2 separate regions of the Zea mays genome follow, and region 2 is linked to region 1. The links are chromatin contacts, called in public Hi-C maps. All regions are on one chromosome and are shown on one strand. Each heading gives the region's core, a stretch centred on a gene start, on an enhancer-like site or on the middle of the called end of the contact. The rest is flanking DNA. Distances are from core to core; before and after follow the strand shown.

Region 1 (7,314 bases), core at 1,425-3,924:
TGGTCGCCTGGAGGCCAGGCAAGCCCGCGGGGTAGGCGGTGCTGGCCTCCGGCGGGGAAGAGAGGCCAAGGACGAAGCAGAGGGGTCGCTGTCGTGCGGAGCAGTGGCTCCCGCTGTTTGGGAAGAATGAGCGTCCGTCGGGATGTGAGGACCCCTGGTCTAGGGTTTCGCCGACCCTTGGATCTGCACCCAAGTATGGCTTTCCCTCTCCCTAGGATTCATCCGACGCGAGGTTTCCCCCTTGGCCGAATCAAACAAGAACCCTAAATCACACAGGTATGTGGTGGTAGCTTGATTTCTGTTATTTCCGTTCATCTCTTCTTCATTACAAGTGCTCAGATTTATAGAAGCCCCTAAGCGAGTCTAACTGCTAATCATTTACTACATCTGGATTAACAGCTAGATTAGGGATGGCAACGGGTCGGACTCGGATCGGATATTGGAAATATCTGTCCGCAGACATATCCACGGTTATAGATAATATCCGCCCATGACTATATCCACGGGTAGAAATTCATATCCATATCCATGCCCATCGGGTTTCGGATATCCATTGGATATCCATCGGATATGATAAAGAACCATTTCAGCAATTGAATAACATAATTAATCAAATTTCTTCCCAATTCAACATCATACACAACTTAAAATTTAATAAAAATTTAAACAAATATACATGTCCTTCAACAAGCAACATTCTCAACATGACAAAAATACATGTCTACATGTCTCAACATGAAAACAAATACATGACAATCAATATTGATCCGATCCGAGTGTAGTTTTGAGCACTTGAGCTAGCGCTATAGTAGTTGTGTTTGAATTTTTTAGTCAATGATAGTAGAATTATGTTCATCCTGGCAATAATGGACTAATGGTTAATTTCGGATATCCAACGGATTACCCGCGGGTGAGATCTAATATCCAAATCCATGCCCACTTTATCTCGGATCGGATACGGGTCTTACCCGCGGGTCAAAAAACATATCCATATCCTTATCCGTCGGGTCGGATATCCGACGGATATCCAAATCCACGGATTAAATTGCCATCCCTAAGCTAGATGATAGTGCTAATAAGTTATTACAACTGGATTAACAGCTAGATGGCAGCGAGTTACAGCTATATTACTCTAATCCCTTTATCCTTCTTCTTGCCCTCTTGTTATCTTGGCTGGATCTATGCATCAGTGGAGTTGTGACAATCTGCCCTCCCCCCCTTGAGAGCTTGCTTGACCCCAAGCAAGGGCCTTTGGGAATCTGTTCTTGGCCACATTGAAATCCTCCCAAGTACCACATGATGATGGAAGCCCAGACCATCTGAGTAGCACTTGGACCACAGTCGCGTTGCCTTTCTTGACAATTCTGCGATCCAAGATCTCTACCGGAGCCAGAGTTCCCTGTCCAAATCCATTGGCTGAGGAAGAGTATCAAAGACCAGAGTATAGTTAGGAACAAAGGGTTTGAGTTGGGAAACATGGAAGACATGGTGGATCTGAGCTTCTGGTGGTAGATCCAAGCGATAAGCAGCTGGCCCAATTTTCTCGGTCACTGTGTAAGGCCCAAAATACTTGAATGCTAATTTGGGATAAGGTCTATTGACCACAGAATGTTGAGCATAAGGATGGAGCTTGAGCAACACCTGTTCCCCTACCTGAAACTCCCTGGGAACCCTCTTTTTATCTGCAAAATGCTTATACCTCTGCTGAGCTCTAGCCAAAGTGGCCTTCAACATCTCACTATGCTCAGCTCTGTGTTGTACAAACTGGACAACTCCCTCATCCTCCTACCCAATGACTAAAGGAACTCCAAGGACAGATGCTTCATAGCCATAAAGGGCCTGGAAAGGTGAACAACCTAATGATGAGTGGAAAGAGGTGTTATACCATAATCCGGCTAATGATAGCCAAGACTTCCATATCTGAGGGTTGGAGTGTACAGCACATCTGAGATACATCTCCAAACACTGATTAACTCTCTCACTCTGACCATCTGTCTGAGGTTGATAGGCTATGCTTAAAGCAAGCCTGATATCCAAGAGTTTGAACAAATGTTTCCAAAAAACACTTGTAAAAATCTTGTCCCTATCAGACACCACTGTTTTGGGCACTCCATGCAGCTTGACTACTGAGTCTACCATGATTTGGGCCACTCCCTGAGCAGTGAAAGGGTGCTTTAAGGGAAAGAAGTGGGCATACTTGGTGAATCGATCTACCACCACCAAGATAGTATCATATCCTTCTGACTTGGGTAACTTCTCAATGAAGTCCATAGTTAGGTCTTGCCAAGCTCCTGCAGGCACATGCAATGGGTGAAGTAACCCAGAAGGATACTGCTTGGGACTTTTGGCCTGCTGACAAACTCCACATTGTTTCACAAACAATTCCACGTCAATTTTCAGGCCTGACCAATAGAACAACTTTTTAACTCTGTGGTAAGTAGCAGTGATTCCAGAATGACCACCCAATGATGAATCATGTAAAGCTACAATGATTTTGGTTCTGAGGGCTGAATTCTCCCCTACCCAAATTTGGTGGTCTTTCCTGATCACTCCCTGATGTAGAGAGTAGCCATCTTCATCAGGACTCTGTACTACCAACTTCTGTAATAGCTGTTGGGCCTGTACATCTATGGCATAAGAGTTCAAAATTTCTTGAAGCCAAACTGGTTGTACTTCAGAAACTAGTGCTAAAGTCATGGCTGCTCCCACCCTAGACAAAGCATCTGCCACCACATTCTCTTTACCCTTCTTGTAAACTATTTTGAACTGGAGACCCATGAGCTTAGCCATAGCTTTTCTTTGTAATTCAGACTGAAGTTGCTGTTCTCCCAAAAAAGAAAGAGACTGATGATCTGTCATAATAGTGAAAGGAGACCTTTGCAGATAAGGCATCCACCTGTCTACTGCCATAATTAAGGCTAGAAATTCCTTCTCATAAATGGATAGTTGCTTATTATTCATACCCAGGGCCTTACTCAAGAAAGCCAATGGTTTGTGCTCCTGCATAAGGACAGCTCCTATGCCTTCATCACATGCATCAGTCTCAACCACAAAAGGTATCTCAAACCTTGGTAAGGCCAGGTGTTTGAGTCATGGCCTGCTTCAGATTTTCAAAAGCCATTTGAGCTTCAACTGTCCAAAGCCATACCTTCTTGCCTTGAAGTAATACTGTCAAGGGCTTTGCCAAAGTGCCATAATGCCTTACAAACTTCCTGTAATATCCAGTCAAACCTTGGAAGCCTCTTAACTCAGTGACAGAAGTAGGCACAGACCACCTGACCATGGCGTCAGTTTTGGATGGATCAGTAGCAACCCCTTCCTTAGAAATAATATGGCCCAAATATTGCAACTCTGCCTGAGCAAACACACATTTCTTCCTTTTGAGATAAAACTGGTGGTGCCTTAACACATTGAAAACTTGCTTCAAATGTTGAACATGATCTTGCAGTGTAGGGCTGTAAATGAGAATGTCATCAATAAAAACCAGCACAAACTTCTAAGAAAGTGTTCTAGAATAGAGTTCATGGCACACTGAAAGGTGGTAGGAGCATTTGTTAACCCAAATGGCATTACTCTGAATTGATAATGCCCATGATGGGTTTTAAAAGCTGTCTTGTGCTCATCTTCCTCTCCCATCCTAATTTGATGGTACCCAGCTGTCATATCCAAACTGGAAAAATATTGTGCCTGCTAATTCATCTAAAATCTCATCCACCAAAGGCATTGGAAACCTATTCTTCATTGTCATATCATTGAGTTTCCTGTAATCTATGCAAAACCTTCATGTTCCATCTTTCTTCTGTACCAGTAATACTGGAGAAGCAAAAGAGCTCACACTTGGAACAATCAAGCCTGCTTTGAGCAACTCTGCCACTTGTCTCTCTATCTCATCTTTGTGTAGTGGAGAATATCTATATGGTCTGGCATTCACTGGAACTGACCCTGGCAGCAAAGGTATATAGTGGTCAAACACCCTTTTAGGAGGTAGGGTTGTATGCTGAGAGAATAAATCCTGAAATTCTGTGAGTAGTGCTGCTAACTGCTCCTTCACCTTTTCTTTCCTTTGCACAACCTGTTCCAGCAGCACAAAAGCCCAAACATCATTCCCTTTTAACCATTTCTGTACCTGAACAGCATGCACTTGAGGAATTTTTGTGACCTTAGCACAATTTCCTTGTATCTGGACCCACTGTCCCTGATAATAAAACTCCAAAGTCTTTTTATCCCAATCACAATTCATAGGACTATGGGCCCTCAACCAGTCAAATCCCAAAATGGAATCATATACTCCAATGTCCAAAACTCTCATAGGAAAGACAAAGGTATGCCCTCCAGTCCACCACTTTACTTCCCTTACTCTCCGAGTGCTTACCATAATATCCCCACTAGCCACCTTTATCTTCACTAGGTCACATTCTTCCACCTCCAACCTTAGCTTCTCCACCATCTGCTTGCTAATAAAGATGGTAGAACTTCCAGAATCAACCAACATTAATAACATCTGATGCTGAACCAATGCTCTGAGTCTGATACACTGAGAATCATCAGCCCCACTAATAGCATGAAGAGACAGCTTCAGTTCCTCTTCTTCCTGTTTCTCCTCTTGCTCTATCTACTCCAACACTTCAGGAGTTAATACCTTCTCCATGTCCTCAGGAGCTAGAACATGTAACTGGACTGTATTTCCTCTCTGACACCTTGCCTGATGACCAGGTTCAAACTTCTCTCCACAAGTGAAACATAGACCATTTGCTCTTCTATACTCCTTTAGTTGTCTCTCCTTACTCCATCCTCCTGCCTCTACTCCTTTACCTTCTGCTCTATTTCCTCCCCCCAATCTACCAACAACATGCTGCTTGGGAAACTTCATTCCTCCCTTGTCAACAATAGCAGGGAGCTGAGACATAACTGCATACTAAATTTCATTCTTCAGTCCTCTGACAAACTGATTGACATAAAATATTTCATCCATCATAGGATTATGAACAGCAGTAGCATATCTTACTTCTTCAAACTCCTTCACATATTCTTCTACTCCCCTTTTTGCCTTATACTCAATAATTTCCTCATGGCTCTTGGGTATTCCTCAGCTCCAAATTTGTCTAATACAAGCCTAGACAAATTCCTCCAATCTCCCAACCCCTGCTTCAATCTGACCACCTGCAACCATCGTGCTGCAGTACCTTCAAAATTCAGAGACACCATAGTGGACTTCATGAAATCAGGGACTCAATAAAGGTTGAAATAATCTTCACATTGTATGATCCAAATGGCTGGTTCCGTTCCTCCAAACTTTGGGAAGGCATCTTCGGTATATGCTGCTGCAACTGTTCCCCATCTCTGTCTAGTCACCCAGAACTCTCCTCTCTACCTCTGTGAGTTCTATCTCGTCTATTCTAGGGATTTCTTCTATCTCTTTCTACTGCTTCTTCAGAATCATTCCCATAACGATCCATGTACCTTGCCATGGCTTCCAAACGAAGAAGAGAAACAGTCTTACCGTTCTCCTCCATTTGCTTGCAAAGCAACGTCCTCTCTTCTTCCATGGCATCCACCTTCCTGTCAGCTTCTCGATGGCCAGCGTCATCTTCTCCCAGCGTGCTTCAGCCTGCTTTGCTTCCATGGTGATAGCCTCGATTACCAACCGGGGCTGTGCCGACGGCTTAACTGAAGGTGCCATGATGAATAAAATTCTGAGCACCTCCCTTCCTTCAAACTTGTGTCACACCGTCTTCCCGCCAACTTCTCCTCCGAGGATACAATAGCTTTGATACCAATTGTGAGGAACCCTGGTCTAGGGTTTTGCCCACCCTTGGATCTGCACCCAGGTATGGCTTTCCCTCTCCCTAGGGTTCATCCAACATGAGGTTTCCCCCTTGGCCGAATCAAACAAGAACCCTAAATCACACAGGTATGTGGTGGTAGCTTGATTTCTGTTATTTCCGTTCATCCCTTCATTACAAGTGCTCAGATTTATAGAAGCCCCTAAGCGGGTCTAACTTCTAATCAATTACTACAGCTGGATTAACAGCTAGATGACAGTGCTAATCAGTTATTACAGTTGGATTAGCAGCTAGATGACAGCGAGTTACAGTTGTATTACTCTAATCCTTTTATCCTTCTTGCCCTCTTGTTATCTTGGCTGGATCTATGCATAAGTGGTGGAATCGTGACACGGGAGGCCATCGTACGCGGTGACGATGGCGCCAGGGGTGGGCGGCGCGCCGGCAACAGGGAGAGCGGCGCCAGGAACGGGTGGCGCGCACGCGCCGGCGGGTGCAGAGGCCCAACGGCGAGGAGGGAGAGCTCGGCCATAGAGGAGATGCCGGCGGCACCGTCAGTGGAGAGAGTGGGAGGGATGGAAGGAGGCTAGATACTGAAACCCTACACCTAATATGTGTTGAGAATATAGTATAGAAATACATAGTTACGCTAACACTTAATGCACCAAACCTTTTTCTAAGAAAAGTGGAAAGTACTCGGCACAAATAATATACAAGAAATAAGAAGTCTCCAAAGGACAAGAAATTACCAGTACTCAGCCTCAAAAGTAAAGGAAAAGAAGAAATACGCCAGGAAAAGAAGAAATACGCCAAAAGTCCGAAACCTAGATTTTGAATTAGCTTCCTTTATAGGACGGCAAAGTACAGAAGGTTGAAAAAATCTTCTCTCTTAATCATGAACTGCATCTTGATTTTGGATATAAAATGCTATCGTTCCAAGTTCAGAGTTATTCTTTTTAAGTTGATGAATAGAAATTTATTGCAAAATAAATATGTTGTTCAAGACCTGTCTGGTTCATATTGTTACACAACAGTCTGGTTCATATTATCGCACAATAAAGTTAAAGAGTATTCACCATATAAGCATACTGAGGCAATACTGTTTAGTTTACTTGATAGTTGCATGGAAACTGAAGAGATTGATAAGTGCAAGTATTGACGTATTGTGGTAAAAGGTGGAAAGTAATTAGCCCAAACATGATTGAACTTACGTATTGTTTTGAGATAGGTTGTGCATCAACAGTTCCGGTATGATTGAAATTTGCTGGTGAGATATGTCTGGATGAACTAGATCTGGCTTCCTGCAGCATAAGGTCATCATACACATACAGCAAATGCCAATACTAACACATGTAGTAAGTTGAGAGGTGCATAATAAACTTATAAGACTGAATAGGCAGATTGAGACAATAGTGTTTGAGACACCATGCCATTAAGAAAAAAAACATGCCTAAGATCAAATTTCAAGTTCACCTCCCATGGATTTCTAAATTTCTTATGTACATGTATATTTGGTGTAAATCAGTAAAAA
Region 2 (7,314 bases), core at 3,152-5,651, 170 kb after region 1:
TCACCGCCTCCTCATCACCCTCCCTGGGTTGTGCTCCCGCTGGGTCACCGCCCCCTCTTGTCGTCGCCTCTCCTTCAGACGACCGCCTTCGACCACCACCACCCCTTCCTCACTCGTCTGGGCCGACATCTTCCTGACCGACACCCCTGGCCGCCACTCTTCTCTCAGGCGATTGCCCGACTCCTCTGGCCGCTCTCAGTAGGGCCGCCCTTTCTCTCACCACTCACTCGATCGTTTGCATGGCGGCTCCCCTACGCTCGCCACCCTCCATGTCGCGGCTCAGACCGCCCACGCCCTCTGTGCCTGCGGCCTCCCCTCCCCCGACCTCCTCTTCCCCGACAGCAACAGCGACGCACCTCTTCCCTTCTCAGCGGCCAGCACCACGTCCACCACCGGCGGCCCCACGTTCCTCAGCAGCAGCGCAGCTCCCCTCCACGACGGCACGACCCTCTCTCTCTCCTGGTCGTCGTTGCTCACTATGGTCCACGCCTTGGCCATGCGCGCACCTCCTGACACTGCCCCTCCTCTACATGACGCGTCGCACGCCGCTGACTACCCTCTGCACGGCGCACCTGCGCACACTTCCGTCGCGCCCTTGACGCCCCTCCTTCACTCAGACATGGTTCACGTGCCTCCCTACCGTGTCTTTGTCTCCCTTGACGACGGCCTGCGTCAACGGGGCACATTCGTGGCATTTGATCGAGTCATGAACCCAGTCCTCAGTGACTGCGTTGAGCTCTACCCTCAGGAGGGCCGCCACATTACCGGGTCGTTTTTGTACCCCAGCACCACGATTGTCTCCATGACGATCAAGACCTTGTCTTCTTTGGTTCTTCCCCACCATGATTGTCGCCAGCATGTTCACTTCCGGCCTAGCACCCCTTCCAGTGACTCTATGGGGGTGCCCCCGATGACTCTCTCATCCTTCCCCATATCATCGCCACCCCCTCCTCCGACCGACTGGGTTATCGACTCCGACGCCTCGTTACTCACCACTCCCAACCCCAGAATTGTCTCTTTACCCCATCCCATAACCCCACTTCTCCTTCCTCCATCATTGTCGATAATGGATCAACTCTCTGCCTATCACCTTAAAACCCTAAAACCCTGGTTGCCCCTAGCATACCAATAACATCCTAGTTGCCCCTAACATCCTGGTCCTTTGTACCTCAATAACATCCTGGTTGCCCCTAACATCATCCAGAACCTTCTCCTGTCGCTTCACTACTAATAATCGTTGTTCTATGAAGTTCGATCCCTGGGGGCTCACTATCCGAGATCTTACCACTCGTGTTGTGCTTGCTCGATGCGGCAACTTCAGCCCCCTCTACCCCATTCACTTCCCCACTCCACCTTCCTCAGTTCATGTTGTCCAACCATACGTCGTTGCCACCACTGCGTCTACCTCCACATGGCACTGTCGTCTTGGCCACCCCGAACACGACGTCCTCTCCAGACTCTTGGCCATCCCTTGCCCCTGTGGCACCACCACCCCACTTTGCCATGCCTGTCAGCTTGGACGCACACTCGCTTACCCTTTTCCTCTTTACTATCACGCGCTACTCGCCCCTTCGACCTCATCCACTGTGACCTTTGGACATCCCCCCTTCCCAGCATCTCCAGTATGAGGTACTATCTCGCCATTCTGGATGACTTCTCTCACTATTTGTGGACCTTTCCCCTCTGTTGTAAGTCTAACACCTCCCACCTTTCTCACTTCTTCGCGTGAGTGTCGACTCAATTCGGTCGTACCATCCAAGCTCTTCAGTGCGACAATGAAAGGGAGTTTGATAACTCTACGTCTTACACCTTTCTCTCCCACGGCGTGCATTTAACTCAAAATTGAATGTCAGCCCAAAAATGTATTTACAAAGTTTGTGGACCTAAGTGACATCTCTTAACAAGGGCCCACGATGCATTTAACTCAAAATTGATGTCAGCCCAACAATAACTTCATCACAAATATAAGAATACATGTACAAAAATTGAAGTTTCTGGCATGCATGATCTAGTTCCAGCACATAATTGATTGTCATGGGTACAATAGGTGCAGCATACAATGAACGAATAACTCTTGAAGAAAATGTAAATATATATCCAAGCTATAAGCCAACAGCCCAACACAGACCTGAAAAGTTTTCCCAAGGCCCATGTTATGCGCCAAAATGCACCCAAGACCTTTATCCCTGGATTTGACCTTTTTAACAGATTGAATAACATTTTCCCACATAAACCTTATTCCTTCAACCTGTGATATCATAAACTCCAGTCAGACTCAGATATGGGTTCTCTGTACTGATATTAATTGCTGTTGCAAGAGTAACAGCATAGCCTTTGCAAACAGTTAAATCCCCACATTAAGTCAGCATGTGTTCAGGATTAATTATGAACATGAATAAGAGAGATCTTAACCAGGCAGACCTGATGAGGCTTCAGTTTAGAAGACATGCTGCTTGGAATCCTAACAGGTTCCTCATCCTCCTCCCTGGCAAGGTTGACTACATGTCCATCCCCAGCATCCTGTAAACAGATTTCCAGTGGAGTTTCAAAGGGATTTCCAACATTCTTGCTCCTTAACTTGGTGGCAGATTGCTCTTGCATTGACTTCAAATGGTCTTGCCTTGCCTACAAAATAATGTAACAGCCTAGATAAGACAGCTTCAAACAACACTATACATCAAATAAAGACACAAGACTGAAAGATCACAAACCTTCTCCATTGCAATTTTACGCTTTGTTTCTTCACCAAGTTCTGTATCATCCATAATTCTTCTAATACTCTTCTTCATTTTTTGCTTGCTGATAACATGTTCAAGGAATGACCAGGAGCTAACTTTGGCATGCTAAATGAATTAGGGGAAAAGATCATACCTAACAGGACCATTATTCTCTGATCCAGAAAGCTCTGCATTGCTAGTCTCTGAATCGGAAGATTCCACACCACTGAGGGCCTTGTCACATTCAGAAATTAAGAGCTCTAGTTGACTGGGTACACAGCAGCAACACTGCCAACCAGTGGCTTTAGCTTCTGATAAGCATTCTTCACCTAAATTCCTTGACAAGCAATTTGTACAGAAAAGAAGCTTACAAGAACTACAACTTTGAATCAGTTCACTTTGTGCACACCAAGTGCAATAACTACCAGATACAGGATCCTGCCCAAATGTGAACAGCATCAAGAAATTATTAATGCCCAGTTCATGACATCAATAGTCAGACCTAATCTTGTATAAAGTTCAAATGTATCTACTATTATACTTAAGGAGGTAAGCATTCACCTCAAGGCGATTCTTCTCTATCACAAGAAATCTGCATGATCCACAAACAACAACATCCAAGACAGGGTGGCGATGCACATCAGAGGCATTCAGCATTTCAGAGCAAATAGTACATTTGAAAGTTTTATGCAAACTTTTATTAGGGAGCTTAGGGCTTGGGAAGAGATCAAGATCAATGATATCAACCACTTTTTCAAATTCTGTTGAACTACCTTCACCATCCTTTTGTAAAGCTTGTTTGCTATCTATCTGCATATCATCATCGCTTTCAACTATCACAGTTTTCAATCTCTTCTCATTATCATCATCTTCACATGTATGCTTCAATATCTCAATAGAAACTTTGTTTTCATCAGTTTTGAGTTTTTTAGATGAAGGACAGTCACTTTTAGCACCTAAAACGCCATTTTCTGGTAGAGGAGGCTTCTCGTCACATGATGAGACCAAACCAAAGTTCTCCTGGAAACAGGAAAGGCTGGATTAAATGAAAGCAATTCACCCAATAAATCAAAGACCAATCAATAATGCATATTTATAACAAATTTAGTTGACAAAAAAACAGAGTTTGAAACCATTTAACTTTAAGTAATTACCTTACACCAGTCTCTCATCCTTTTTCCTTTCAAACGGCGCTGCAGGCACTTCATTATTTTTGCGTCATCCTCTTCCCTTACCTATATTAAGGGTAGAATTTAGTTTACGATTAAAGGAACTGCACAAAGGAATCCCCTATCAAGAAAAGCTTATCTTTTGCTACTAGGAAGTATGAACCCAACAGCTAAACAGAAGCAGTGAGTTATTGGTGGTAAATTGACGAATGGATAGAAGGTTTTGAATGATATGTGGGCGACGAGAACATTATGAAGATGAAAGGGACCGGGAAGGACCGAATCACATACAAAGGTGACCTAGAGAATGTTCCTGTTACCCACAATGATAGATGAAGAATGACACGAGAGAGAGGGGTGAGAAGAAGTATACCAGCGTCTGGAGCGGTGTGGTAGGAAGCACTAAAATCAGCAACCCAGTCAACGAAGGCAGGGGGCCAGGGTCATTATACTGAAGGAGTTGGCCAGAGACTGCGATCCCATCCACCAGACCACGGGTTCCAGGACGGAACGAGTGGAGGCAAGGGAAGTAGTGGTGCGGTGGATGAGGTGCCAGAGGAGCGGGGGAAAGGGGCCGGAAGGATAACTCGGGTTGGGCAGCGTCAATTGAGCAGGCTAGGGCCAAGGTGGGTGTGGAGGTCCACCCGGGGATAGTCCGGGCCACATGGAGATGTGGCCGGTCCACGGGTTGTAGGGAGAGGGCGAAGGAGTGTCGCCCTGGCCACGCCCACACACGAGGCCACCCTTCCGCTAACGGCGACCACCACCCCCTGACCCCGCACTCCACTTGGGACTGCACAGAGAGTCGAACGCCGAAGGGGTAGACGAGTGCAACAACGAGCCCCCCAGGGCAAAAGTGAAGGAGGTCGGGCATGAGGGCGGACCCCAAGAGGGGCTGTAGAGAGCAGTAACGACGTCGGAGCAAGGTGGCGGCCCCTTTGTGAGCTCTTCAAGGATGGGGTTATTCCAGACCTTGTGGAAGAGCGGGAATAAGACCTAACGAGTAATCTAGGTGCAGAGGTAATCGTAGCGCTCGTTGAGGCCGCGGGGAACATTGAGGACAAGCGTGGTTGGAGATAGGCTCCACGAGATCACATAGGGTGGCTGCCATGTCTTTCATCTGGCAGCAACACTAGGGGTGCATTTGGTTCAGCTTTTTGAACCTGCTTCTGCTTTGAAAAGCAGAAGCTGAACCAAAGGGGTTTAGCTTTTCTGCAGCTGCTTTGAAAAAGCAGCTTTTCTGTAGTACAAATTTGAAAGCAGTCTGGACCCTGCTTTTGTTGTTTATCCAAGTTTGTTATATTAATAAACAGATGTGACAAATAGAAACTAAAATATGTTTTAAAGTTATTAAGTGTTATAATAAATGAAATAAAAAATAATAAAAATAGAATTATAAAATTAATGTATTTATAAAAATATCAGGAACACAAATATAAAATTGATTTTTAAATTAGATATATTGATTAAGAGATAGTTGGACAAAGTACATATAAATAATATAAATTTGATTATAGTGAACAACTCACAGCAGATTGAACCAAACGACTTTCAGCTTTTTTCTCACAGTAGCTTTTCACAGCTGAACCAAACGCACCCTAGGTGACGGAGAGGTCCCCTAGACGAAGGTCCGAAAAGCGACGTTGAGGTGGAGGGCACAAGCCTTACGATTGCTAAGGAATTGCACCTCGATGGCAACCCAGGCCTGACGGGCAGTGCCACCACGATCATAAATGACGTATGTAGCTCGAGTGGTCGTCCTGAAGATCTAGGAGAGGACCATACTATCCATCTACCACCAAGATGAGATAGTGAGGGACTGAGGGACACCGCGTCGGTGAGAACGTGCTCGTCCAAGGCATGGCGTTGCAGCGTAAGGAGGACAAGGTCGCACCAGTGAACATAGGTGGAAGTCGCGTCGAGGAGGATGGGGACTAGAGAGCGGATGTTCAAACACCCATCATCTTGGCATGAAGGTTGGTGACAACGGCGACCTCGTACATCAAGGGAGGGTCCACGACAGGGGGCAGGGGGAGGCTCGAGGCAAGGAGAGCCAAGCAGATGGCGCTCAGCCTTGGCAAGCTAGCTAGGCAGCTGGCAAGGGCATCTGTTGCAGTGTGTTCGGGTTCCCAAGGGAAGACAACAACATGTTCACGCTCCCAAGCATCAACCACAGTTGTCGTAGCAGTTGTGAGGGTCACGGCCAAGGTGGAGCAAGCTACCGCAACATCGGTGCGAGGAGAACAGCCGGTGGAGGTGCGAAGAGTGGAGAGGGCCCAAGGATGGCACCCGACACGGGGCAACAAGAGACAGGCCAAGGCCAGCCAGGCCCAAGCCAAGAGCCGCCACGCCATGGCCCTGGCCAACGGCACCCAGGCCAAGGTGAGCTAGACCAGGGCGGCCATGGCGGTGCCTGTGGCAGGCAAGGAGGGCAGCGACCCGCGCTACGCAGAGAGGGTGGTGGCCCCGCGTCGGCCACGGCGATGAAAGAAGAGTGGGCGTGACAGCGGCTAGAGACGCCCAACGAAAAGAGAGGCGAGGGGGAAAGAGGACGTGGAGACTCGTCGGCCATGGCGCCCGCGTAGTCGACTAGGAGGTTGGGCGCGCCGGTGGCCTGCAGACCACGAGGCGGTTGCGCTAGGGAGGGGAGGGGAGGGAAGGAGAAAGAGGCTGACTTTGATACCATGCTGAGGAGTAGAAAACCCCTAGCCTCTAGAGAATTAGAGTTACATGGGTTGGGCTCAAGGCCCATAACACTTAGAAGGAATACAATAGTCTAACACTGCGTCATATAAAACAAGGGTGGTTTAAGGAGAAGAGGTTATTTGCTCTGATTCTGAGGGTCAAGGAGTCCAAACAAGATAGCTTGTTTTGAATAGACGAATGTATAAGTGCAGTGTTAACAAATCTTGCATCTCCTTTCTACAGTATTCATTAAGGCCTGATATATGATTCGAATTGGGACTATAAATAGCATGTTGGCGCCACTGCAATGTGGCAAAAATCTTAGACATGGCTGCCAACGGTACAAAAAGCGATGTATGAAACAAAGAAACTGTTAGACTACAACCTATGATACTGAGGCATTCATATACTGGGAATCAACAATAATGTGAGAATAAAAGATAGATATAACACATACCCAAGCTCTAAAGCAGAAACAAAAGGTGCACGTGCTGCAATTAAGCATAGGATCACAAGACAAAAATATGTTTGCAGTTTTAACTAAAGCCGAGCTAAAGTAGTCTCAGCTGACCTTTCTGTATTTCCTTCTCTGTTCCTCAGAAAGCTCTACTTCATCTACACCTTTTATATCATCAAAAACACCATCAACTTCAGATATCTCCTCTACCTACAGAATCATAGCAATATAATACTCCCTCTGTACCAAATTATAGTTCGTTTTAGGGCAAATACACATTCATTCA

The links. A called contact is a pair of places that touch in the nucleus more often than the background predicts.
Region 2: a Hi-C map of root tip shows a contact between it and region 1, with 3 times the contacts expected there. The contact joins two enhancer-like sites. A contact is called at or near these places in 2 of 25 Hi-C or Micro-C datasets (endosperm and root tip).

The regions. Positions count from the first base shown.
Region 1 is chr1:240,541,302-240,548,615 of Zm-B73-REFERENCE-NAM-5.0, forward strand. LOC100191864 reads right to left here. Exons shown (of 10, transcript NM_001367159.1): 5 at 6,995-7,084. Among protein-coding and RNA genes, the nearest start is that of LOC100191864, 20 kb to the right of the region's middle. Within about 2 kb of position 2,675, at least 1 of the 20 cell types and tissues checked has an H3K27ac peak or open chromatin away from gene starts, as enhancers often do. A contact at or near this core is called in root tip, where this site is marked.
Region 2 is chr1:240,711,555-240,718,868 of Zm-B73-REFERENCE-NAM-5.0, forward strand. LOC100126928 reads right to left here. Exons shown (of 26, transcript NM_001367427.1): 8 at 7,143-7,238; 9 at 3,872-3,952; 10 at 3,279-3,737; 11 at 2,872-3,155; 12 at 2,712-2,799; 13 at 2,422-2,625; 14 at 2,129-2,248. Among protein-coding and RNA genes, the nearest start is that of LOC100126928, 8.4 kb to the right of the region's middle. Within about 2 kb of position 4,402, at least 2 of the 20 cell types and tissues checked have an H3K27ac peak or open chromatin away from gene starts, as enhancers often do. A contact at or near this core is called in root tip, where this site is marked.